2 separate regions of the Mus musculus genome follow, and region 2 is linked to region 1. The links are chromatin contacts, called in public HiChIP or PLAC-seq maps. All regions are on one chromosome and are shown on one strand. The core of a region is the stretch at or near the end of the contact, and the rest is flanking DNA. Distances in the headings are between cores, read along the strand shown.

Region 1 (4,110 bases), core at 910-3,409:
TTATTTTACTTTTAAAAGAAAGCCTATTATAAACATTGCTATTGTTGAGAATTTTTTTTCAAATGTAGTTTCGTGCTATTCAGTTGTATGTATGACCTATAATTTAGCTATTCCTCAATTTAGGACCTTTGATTTATAGCTAATATCTCACTCTTAAATAATATTTGTGATGAAATGGTGTACACATTTTCTGGATAGCAGGATTGATCTGTTTTAAACTCTGCTGGTCCTCTTCCCCACTGTGCCCCTCTTCTGTAGTTTAAATTGCTCATCCATTTGCTCCCTCGGGTATTCGTCTTTTTCGTTCTTTGATCTGAGACCCTCATCATGATTTAATGCGCTTTGCATAAACATAGAAGTCAAAGATGGGAATTGAAGAGGAGATAGCCTTTTCTGAGTTTACCCTGATAGTGTCCCATCTGGTTCTCTGTGAACTGTATAAGCTATGCCAACACTTCAGGTTTGGGGGTCATCATCTCTAGTTCCTAAATCAGAAGGATGTGGGTAAATGGTTTGACCCTGGTAACAACTATTCACATAAGAATGTCAGCATGCTTCATCCAAGGACAGAAGTTAGGCATCTTTTACTTTTTAAAAAAGTTACCACATTTAGTCATTTATTCTTCAGTTGCATGTGTGAACGTGTGTGCGTATACGTGTGTGTATGTGGTGGTGTGGTTGTGAACGTGCGTGTGTATACGTGTGTGTATGTGGTGGTGTGGTTGTGAACGTGCGTGTGTATACGTGTGTGTATGTGGTGGTGTGGTTGTGAACGTGCGTGTGTATACGTGTGTGTATGTGGTGGTGTGGTTGTGAACGTGCGTGTGTATACGTGTGTGTATGTGGTGGTGTGGTTGTGAACGTGCGTGTGTATACGTGTGTGTATGTGGTGGTGTGGTTGTGGTTAGAGGATGACTTTGAGAATCTACTTTTTCTTTCCACCATGTGGGTTCCCAGGGACTGCACTCAGGTCATCAGTCTTGGCAGCAACTATTTTTAGCTGTTCAGCCATCTTTTTGGTCCTCAGATATCTTTTAGATGAAATATCCTATTTCACACACAGACACACACACACAGTATAAAACTTTCTTTTCTTTTTTAAATTTGTTTATTTATTATATGTAAGTACACTGTAGTTGTCTTCAGACACCCCAGAAGAGGGCATCAGATCTCATTACAGATGGTTGTGAGCCACCATGTGGTTGCTGGGATTTGAACTCAGGACCTTTAGAAGAGCAGTCAGTGCTCTTAACCGCTGAGCCATCTCACCAGCCCCAGTATAAAACTTTCTAATGAGCAATCCTTTCAGTTTTTATTTTGATAAACCATCTTACCTACACTTGAGTTTGAATTGAATGTTATTTCACTACTTCTAGAATAGAAAAATGTAACATAAAATATTGTTGAATTATGACAACTAAAAACAAAGATGCTTTCATGGCATGGAACCAAGAATAGATATGTTATAAATGGTTCTAAGATTAAAAAAAACAAAACAAAACCAAAACTCTGCCAAGTATGGAGGTCCACTCTGCGGTTGGGGCAGGAGGATTACTTTGATAGCAAGAGTTTGAGACCTGCCCAGGCAACACAGTGAGTGCCTGAATCACAATAAAAATAAAAACAAATCAAAGTAGAATTTCAACATATTTTTTCTTGGGCTAGGTTATAAGAAAGAATGATTATATTCCCAATCATCATTGAAAATCTTCATTGCTGATTGCATAACCAGAAAACACAATAAATTTACAGGGTGTTGAATAGGCAATTAATAAACACTGCCATTTTAAAACTTGTATTATTTATGTATTTCTCATTCTCTAGTATGTTAGCACTCTTGGCAAATAAGTAAATTGAGGAACTATGAAGCAAACTTTAGGAGTATACAAGCTGGTTCAATCGGGCACAATAACCATTTAAAGAGACAAACAGTTGTTTTTTTTTTTTTTTTGAGACAACTCAGAAATCTGCCTGCCTCTGCCTCCCAAGTGCTGGGATTAAAGGCCTGTGCTACCTTTGCCCGGCCTTTTGTTCTTTTCTACCTGTTACTGAAATCACAAGTGTGTATCTGGAGGGTTCCGCTAGGGGGCAACAATACTCAGCGGTTTTGGCCGCGTTCGCGCCGAGGGGCGCTCCCTACCTTCCTTTCGTTCATCCTGATTTCCGCCGGAAGCGGCTCCGGCAGTTGTTGTTTTCCGATAATTGGGCTCTGGTTGCTTCGTGGTTTGTCCTCTTCCCCCTCCCCTGGCGGGTGAGGTTACCGCCGAGGAGCTGGGGAGTCAAAGTGAAGACACTTAGACCCTGGGAGCGAGATGGACATCCTGAAATCCGAGATTCTGCGGAAGCGGCAGCTGGTGGAGGACAGGAACCTGCTGGTGGTGAGTCCCGGAGCTGTGGTTCGGGCTTGAGGGTGGTGGACTGTGCTTGCGGTGTTGGCGGGAGGGTGATGGTCCTGAGAGGGTCTGGGGCGGGCACGGGGCTGACAGATCCGCCACTGTCCCGGGCAAGCTGCTGGCCCAGGGCTTAGCAAGGGGCAGAGTATGGATGTCAAGCCTAGTCTGGCTCACTTCGGCGGCGCTTGCTGTCCTAACCAGTATCCGCCGCAGGCAGAGTGATAAAACAGCATACTAGTCATTGTCAATTCCAAAGCATGTTGCAGAGTTAGTCGGCTTTATTCCTAAGCGATCTGGCACACGCCATAGAGTGCAGAGTTTGTTCCTCTTTGTGTGCGTGTGTGTAAAAATCTTGTTTATTAGTCAGTGACTTTTGACAAGTGCAAACACCTGTGTAACCCATTCTCCATGAGGAGATAAAATAGCAATGTCCACTTTCCAGTCCCTGCGTGGATTACCCACCGAAGCAACTTATTTATACCTCAGTTTTGCCTGCTCTAGAATGTCACATCAATAGGATGTACATTTTCATATGGAGCTTCGTTTGATTAGAATGTTCGGGGTATTACTTTGCTGTGTGTGTGTATGTATGTGTGTGTGTGTGTGTGTGTGTGTATGTATGTATGTATTAATTTTCTGAAATTGTATTCTGTTGTCTGAGTAGATCTGGTTACCCATTCTCCTAGGGATGAGTGTTTGAGCTGTTTCTCAGAATTGGTTGAGCAGATTCTGAGCCCTATCCCTTTGGAACCGCAGGGTTACAGAGTACATGCATGCCTAAGTCATTCAAAATGTTGCACATCTATGAGCTATGTCAGAGGCTGGCTAGTCTGCACTGTTGCCCGCGGTTTATGTTGCCTGTCTTTTTGGTGGAGAGGTTTCTGTATGGTTCTAAATCTCATCTTCTTGATAATTTAAGTAATTCATGTGTGACTTTTTTTTTTTTAGATACTTACATATTTTTTTGTGAAGTGTTAAAACTGCTTGCAAACTTAAATTAGGCTAGTTATTAGTTCTCCGGACTTTAAATTAGGTTAGTTATTCTCCATACTTTAAATTACGTTCGTTATTAATTCTCTGGACTCCTTTATGTATCCCACCATCTTCTTTGATAAGTATGTTTTCTGGATATCAATAATAGTGCCTTTTGAGGAATAAAAGCTCTGTGTGTGTGTGTGTGTGTGTTTATATTTATGGATTGGGGGAGAGCATGGCAGGGACCCTTGGGCTTGTCAATGACAAGACAATCAGTATAGATTAGAAACAACTACATAGGGTTTGCATGGGGATGGTGAGGAACCAGAGAGATGAACAGAGATGCTAGTTAAAGCTCTAGGAGACAAAGTTTGGGAAAGGTCACAATCCTCCAGATGGAATCTGAGGAATGGTGTGTGTGTGTTTGTGTTTGTGTGTGTGTGTGTGTGTGTGTGTGTTCATGTCTCCAGCAGCACAGAGCCAGTGGTGAGGCCTCTATTGTGTGTGTGTGTGTGTGTGTGTGTGTGTTCATGTCTCCAGCAGCACAGAGCCAGTGGTGAGGCCTCTATTACAGTTAGGCACTGGAACCCTACACACTATTTCAGCTATACCCAGAAATACTCTCCCAGGCCCAGCATGTTGACCGAAGGCCTCAACTTCTGACTGACCTCTGCTCTGGTTCCCAGTCATCTTCTCACTCTAGTGCTGACTGCAAGTCCCTTCCTCTCCCAGTATAGCATGT
Region 2 (4,437 bases), core at 213-2,712, 350 kb after region 1:
TGTGGTGATTCCAACGGGGAATCTGGGGGTGCCTAAGCCACACAGAATAAACCATGGAGGTGTAAGCAGCATCCCCACATGTTGAGCCGACCTCCTCCAGACATCTCTCCCACTTTGCATAAACGACAGCCACCCTCAAAAGGCTATTCCTTCCTACAGTTGAAATAAATCATTACTTCTTTATAGGTTCTTCTCTGCCAGAGGCTACCATGCAGGGCATATGCTTTCAGGAAATTAACAGTCACTTCTGCCGAAATCGGTAGGATTATGAAAGAACAGAGCCCAAAGCAGAGCACTATCTTTGAAAGAACAACAACAAAAACAAGTAAGGATGAGCAGGGTCCTTTAAACCGGCTTGGTAACTGACACTAGCTTGCCTAAGCCCCTTCATACCACCTTTGCCTTCTTTTTCACCCAGCAAAGGAAACTGGGTGCTGTTTCAGTGAGCACAGGCGCAGTCGGCTCTAAGCCCTGACACACTTCTTAACAAGCTCCACGGGGACAGACGGCTCTACCTTCCCATTTCATCTTTCCTCTGGCATCTGCAACTGACAGACATTTCCATTTCAGAATTCTCAGCCTTATTTGTTCAGAGAGAGAGAGAGAGAGAGAGAGAGAGAGAGAGAGAGAGAGAGAGAGAGAGAGAGAGAGAGAGAGACGGAGAGGGAGAGGGAGAGGGAGAGGGAGAGGGAGAGGGAGAGGGAGAGGGAGAGGGAGAGGGAGAGAGAGAGAGAGAGAGAACATCACCATATAGAAAATAGAATCGTATCTGCAGCCGCAGGAAGTTCCCCTATTGCCCAGGAAAAACATCAGTAGCAACATCAGTAGCAGTAGCACAATGTAAACCAGCATCTCTAGTCTGTAGCAACTGCTTAATGAAAACAAACAGCCGACTACAGCCACGTAGCTTACCCTCTCCACGCTGCGCCTTCTCAGAGATCCATAAGGTATTTTCAGAAGTCTCTGAGGTCTGTTTGGAGTCACGGCAGTCTGAACTACCATGGTGTGGAGCTGGGAGTGATCGTGTGTGTGTGTGTGTGTGTGTGTGTGTGTGTGTGTGTGTGTGTGTGTGTGTGTGTTGCTAGTAGCAAAGAGAGACTAGCTAGCGTCCTTCTCAGAGCTAAACTGTGGTCTTCTGGAGAGGTTTCCCAAATATCTAAACGCTGAAAGCGTTTTCTGCCCAGTGAATTAAGATGTGGTTGGTCAGGAGGTGGGGGATGGGGGAGAAAGGAAAACAGCCCAAGTTCTCCAACTTCAGCTGTGTGAAGCAGCGCCTTCAGCTTCCTTCTAGCTGTCCCTGCAGCTCTGGCTCAGCGTGACCTGCTGCCCCAGGAGTGGGTACGTGGTGCTTGTGAGGAGAATGATCCAGAAATGTCAACTTGGCTTCTCCGGGCTTCGGATGGCAACCAGGTCAGTTGTCTCATCAAGGGAGTATCGGACGCATTATTCACCCCACCACGTGATGCCCAAGCCCCTCGGCTGTACAGTAGGTCACGTGCTTCCCTTAAAAGGACTAAGTGGAATCTCCCCTACATCTGCAGCAGAGATTAATTCAAAATCCTGCATTCTGATTTCATTCTCTTCTAAACATTAAAAAATATTTGAAGACTAGGAACAATACACAGGAGGATTGAGGGTCTCTTTGGATTCATAAATTACCTCTATGAAACTGAACATCAGACACGAATGTTTTTTCCCACTAGTGCCTCCAACAGAAAATAAATGTACGCATCAAATTAATTATATGAATGCAGTCCACAGGAAGGGAGGTGGGGGTTGTGGTGGGAGAAAGAAACCTGTCTTTGCTACCTTTGTATGCATGGTTCAGATGAATCAGACCAAAGTTGTTGTGTGTGCCCCACCTTGTGCAAATGTGCTTAGAATGTTGTTTTTTGTTTGTTTGTTTAAATTTTTTACATTATTTTTTTATTTTGTGTGCCTGTGTGCATGGGGGTGTCGGCTTGGGGAACTCCCCAGTAGTGGTGCGGTCAGAGGACAATACCCGGGAATCAGTTTTCTCCTTCTAGCCGTCAGTCCGGGGGACCAAACACAAATCTTCAGGTTTGGTGGCAAGTGCCCTCACCTGCTGAGACGCCACATTTGCTCTAGGACATTCGCTTTTTATGCCTGCTAGCGAGCAGGACTAAGTCACGTGTGGTTTCACAAAGCTTTGAGAAGACTCAAGCGCAGCTTCATCCACATCTGCCACATCAGCCGATTCTTTTCTGATTAAGGTGGCATTTCAACAGGTGGTTCAAGTAGGCTATAGTTTTAACATTCTATAGCATTTGTAATGGCTACATCGCCAGTTAACACCCCCACCCCATTCCTATCAATTCACCTCCTCAAATCAGCTCACTTCCATTGCAGAGAAAGGTCACAAGTAATGGAATTTTTGTTTGCTTCTCTTGAGGAAAAGAAAAAAGTTCTACACACACACTCATACATACACATACTCATACACTCACATTCACATACACTCATACACACTCATACACACACACACACACACACACACACACACACACACACACACACACACACGTCTGCCCTGGTTTTCATGAAGTGACGGTCACTTCCTCTGAGGGGATCCCAGGCTTAGCCTGATGTTGCTCCCATGCTGGGAACTAGCTTTTCTTTATTCTCCACAAACCCCTGAGCTCAGTTTATTTAGAGTGATGGAAAAGAAAGTTCTGTTTATTCAGACAAACCTAATAGGAAATGGGGGTGGGCGGGAAGGGAAGAGAGGTTTTATGCTGTTAAGGAATGAATCAGAGCAGAGAGACCTGGAGGACTGGGAAGCTGTGGTGCTGGGCTGGAACGAACGGTGGGCAGGGTCCTCCCACGCAGACACACACTAAGAGGCAGTTAAAGAAAGCAGCGGGCCCACGTGGGAAAGTCCGAGTGTACAACAATCAGGCTTTGTTCATAATTGGTTCCATGTGTGCGGTTGGGGCGAGCAGAGGGTGAGCGAGAGGGGAGAGGCTGCGAGAGAAGGAGCCCTTGGATATCTTTGGAGAGAGGTTTCAGGTTACATGTCATTTGTCCCCAGAGCAGAGGCTACATCTGCACCGATACTCAGACATTCACCCCAGTCTGTAGGGTCTCTTGATTTTCCACAATCACACTAGAAGGTGTCACAGCTTTGAACAAAGGATGGATGCAAACACTTATATGTCCGGAGTTACAGGGTTTTGTTCTTCCAGGGTTGTGTTCTGAGAGAATACAGTACATGGTTGCCTCTCCTGTGACCCCAGCCCCGGCAAAGCCCTTGGGAGCTGAATTTATTTATATTTCAGTAAATGCAACTTCCTGTTTCCCAGGGGTATTAGTGGGGGTTTCGCTGAAAAACTAGAGGCTCTGGTGGTATAGTTCAGACTTGTAAGGGACACTTTGATGAACTGAGTGCAAATAAAACAGAAGCACATGTGTTCAATTATGGTTAAATACGTATAGAAGAGAATGTTAATGGAAATCAAAATAACCCTGAGCCAGACTCCGCACACATTGAGGCCCAGCACATTCCACCCCCTCCCCAATGTGGCGGGGGCACGGTCATGCTTTCTATAAGTAGAAAAGTTTCCTCCCACTTAGGAAGCTCTCCCCAGCCCCTGGAGAATAAATGTTCAGCTCTTCCTTATGACCTCACGGTTCTGAGTAGTCAGTTTGCCCAGAAGTATCTGATAGTCTATCCATGGAATTCTGAGACCCTGCATTTCAGGTTCCCTACGGAATCTACAGCGTTATTATCCATTACTTATTTTCATTATTAAAACACAGGTATGTTTCCCAGGAGGGGACAGACACTCATACTGATATGACCACTTGAGGGGAGGAGACTGGATGGATGCTTGCTTAGTTACCAGACACCGGGCTGGGAGGTTTCCAAAGGCTACCCTCAATGAACCAAATGGCTTCCATTGTTTGTGTTTAACTGGTGAAGAAACAGCCTTCCTGTTTGAGTAAGGTGAGCAGAGTATACAGATGGGCAGGTCAGAACTCAACTGTAAACCAAAGTAACTTTGTGTAACTGCGGGGTCCAACTTGGCCTATTCTATGGTCACCCATCACAGGGCATCCAGCAGTTTCAGAGTCTAGAAAGGAGACCCTCTTAATGGCCTTACAGAAGCTGCCTGCTACAGGATTGGTTAGATGGGCAGTTTCAAAGTCTCTGGATCTGCTGCTGGCATGTCACCCAGGCTTGACTCTAGGCCACCGACAGTCCAAAAGAGATGGAGATGGGGCAGTGAGACCCTGCTTCAGGGACTCAAAGAGGGGTTGAGTAAGAAGTGCTCAGAGACAGGTCACCTACGGTAGGCCAGGGCCTTGTGGATTCCAAGACAAGTTCCACATAAGGCACTGATGGAGCCAAGGGGAGGGACAAGGATGAGTGACAGCCTCCAGTTTTACACAGTCCTCTGCCAGCCAAGTGACAGG

The links. HiChIP or PLAC-seq counts read pairs in DNA pulled down with a chosen protein or histone mark.
Region 2: a contact with region 1 is called in an H3K4me3 HiChIP or PLAC-seq map of bone marrow-derived macrophages, with 4 times the contacts expected there. The contact joins the enhancer-like site here to the promoter of Prpf18 in region 1. A contact is called at or near these places in 2 of 39 promoter capture datasets (embryonic stem cells and hippocampal neurons), 2 of 484 Hi-C or Micro-C datasets (muscle stem cells and nephron progenitors), 3 of 115 datasets of contacts at active chromatin or transcription factors (bone marrow-derived macrophages, embryonic stem cells and fibro-adipogenic progenitors) and 2 of 9 other capture datasets (adipose tissue and liver).

What each region holds. Positions count from the first base shown.
Region 1 is chr2:4,650,184-4,654,293 of GRCm38.p6, reverse strand. It overlaps Prpf18 (pre-mRNA processing factor 18), which reads left to right and starts at 2,159. Exons shown (of 10, transcript NM_026045.4): 1 at 2,159-2,378. The coding sequence starts at 2,313.
Region 2 is chr2:4,297,481-4,301,917 of GRCm38.p6, reverse strand. All of the region lies in intron 1 of Frmd4a (FERM domain containing 4A), which reads right to left. Among named protein-coding and RNA genes, the nearest start is that of Gm39752, 52 kb to the right of the region's middle. RefSeq lists an enhancer at 462-4,437. Within about 2 kb of position 1,462, at least 106 of the 459 cell types and tissues checked have an H3K27ac peak or open chromatin away from gene starts, as enhancers often do. A contact at or near this core is called in adipose tissue, bone marrow-derived macrophages, muscle stem cells and 1 more, where this site is marked.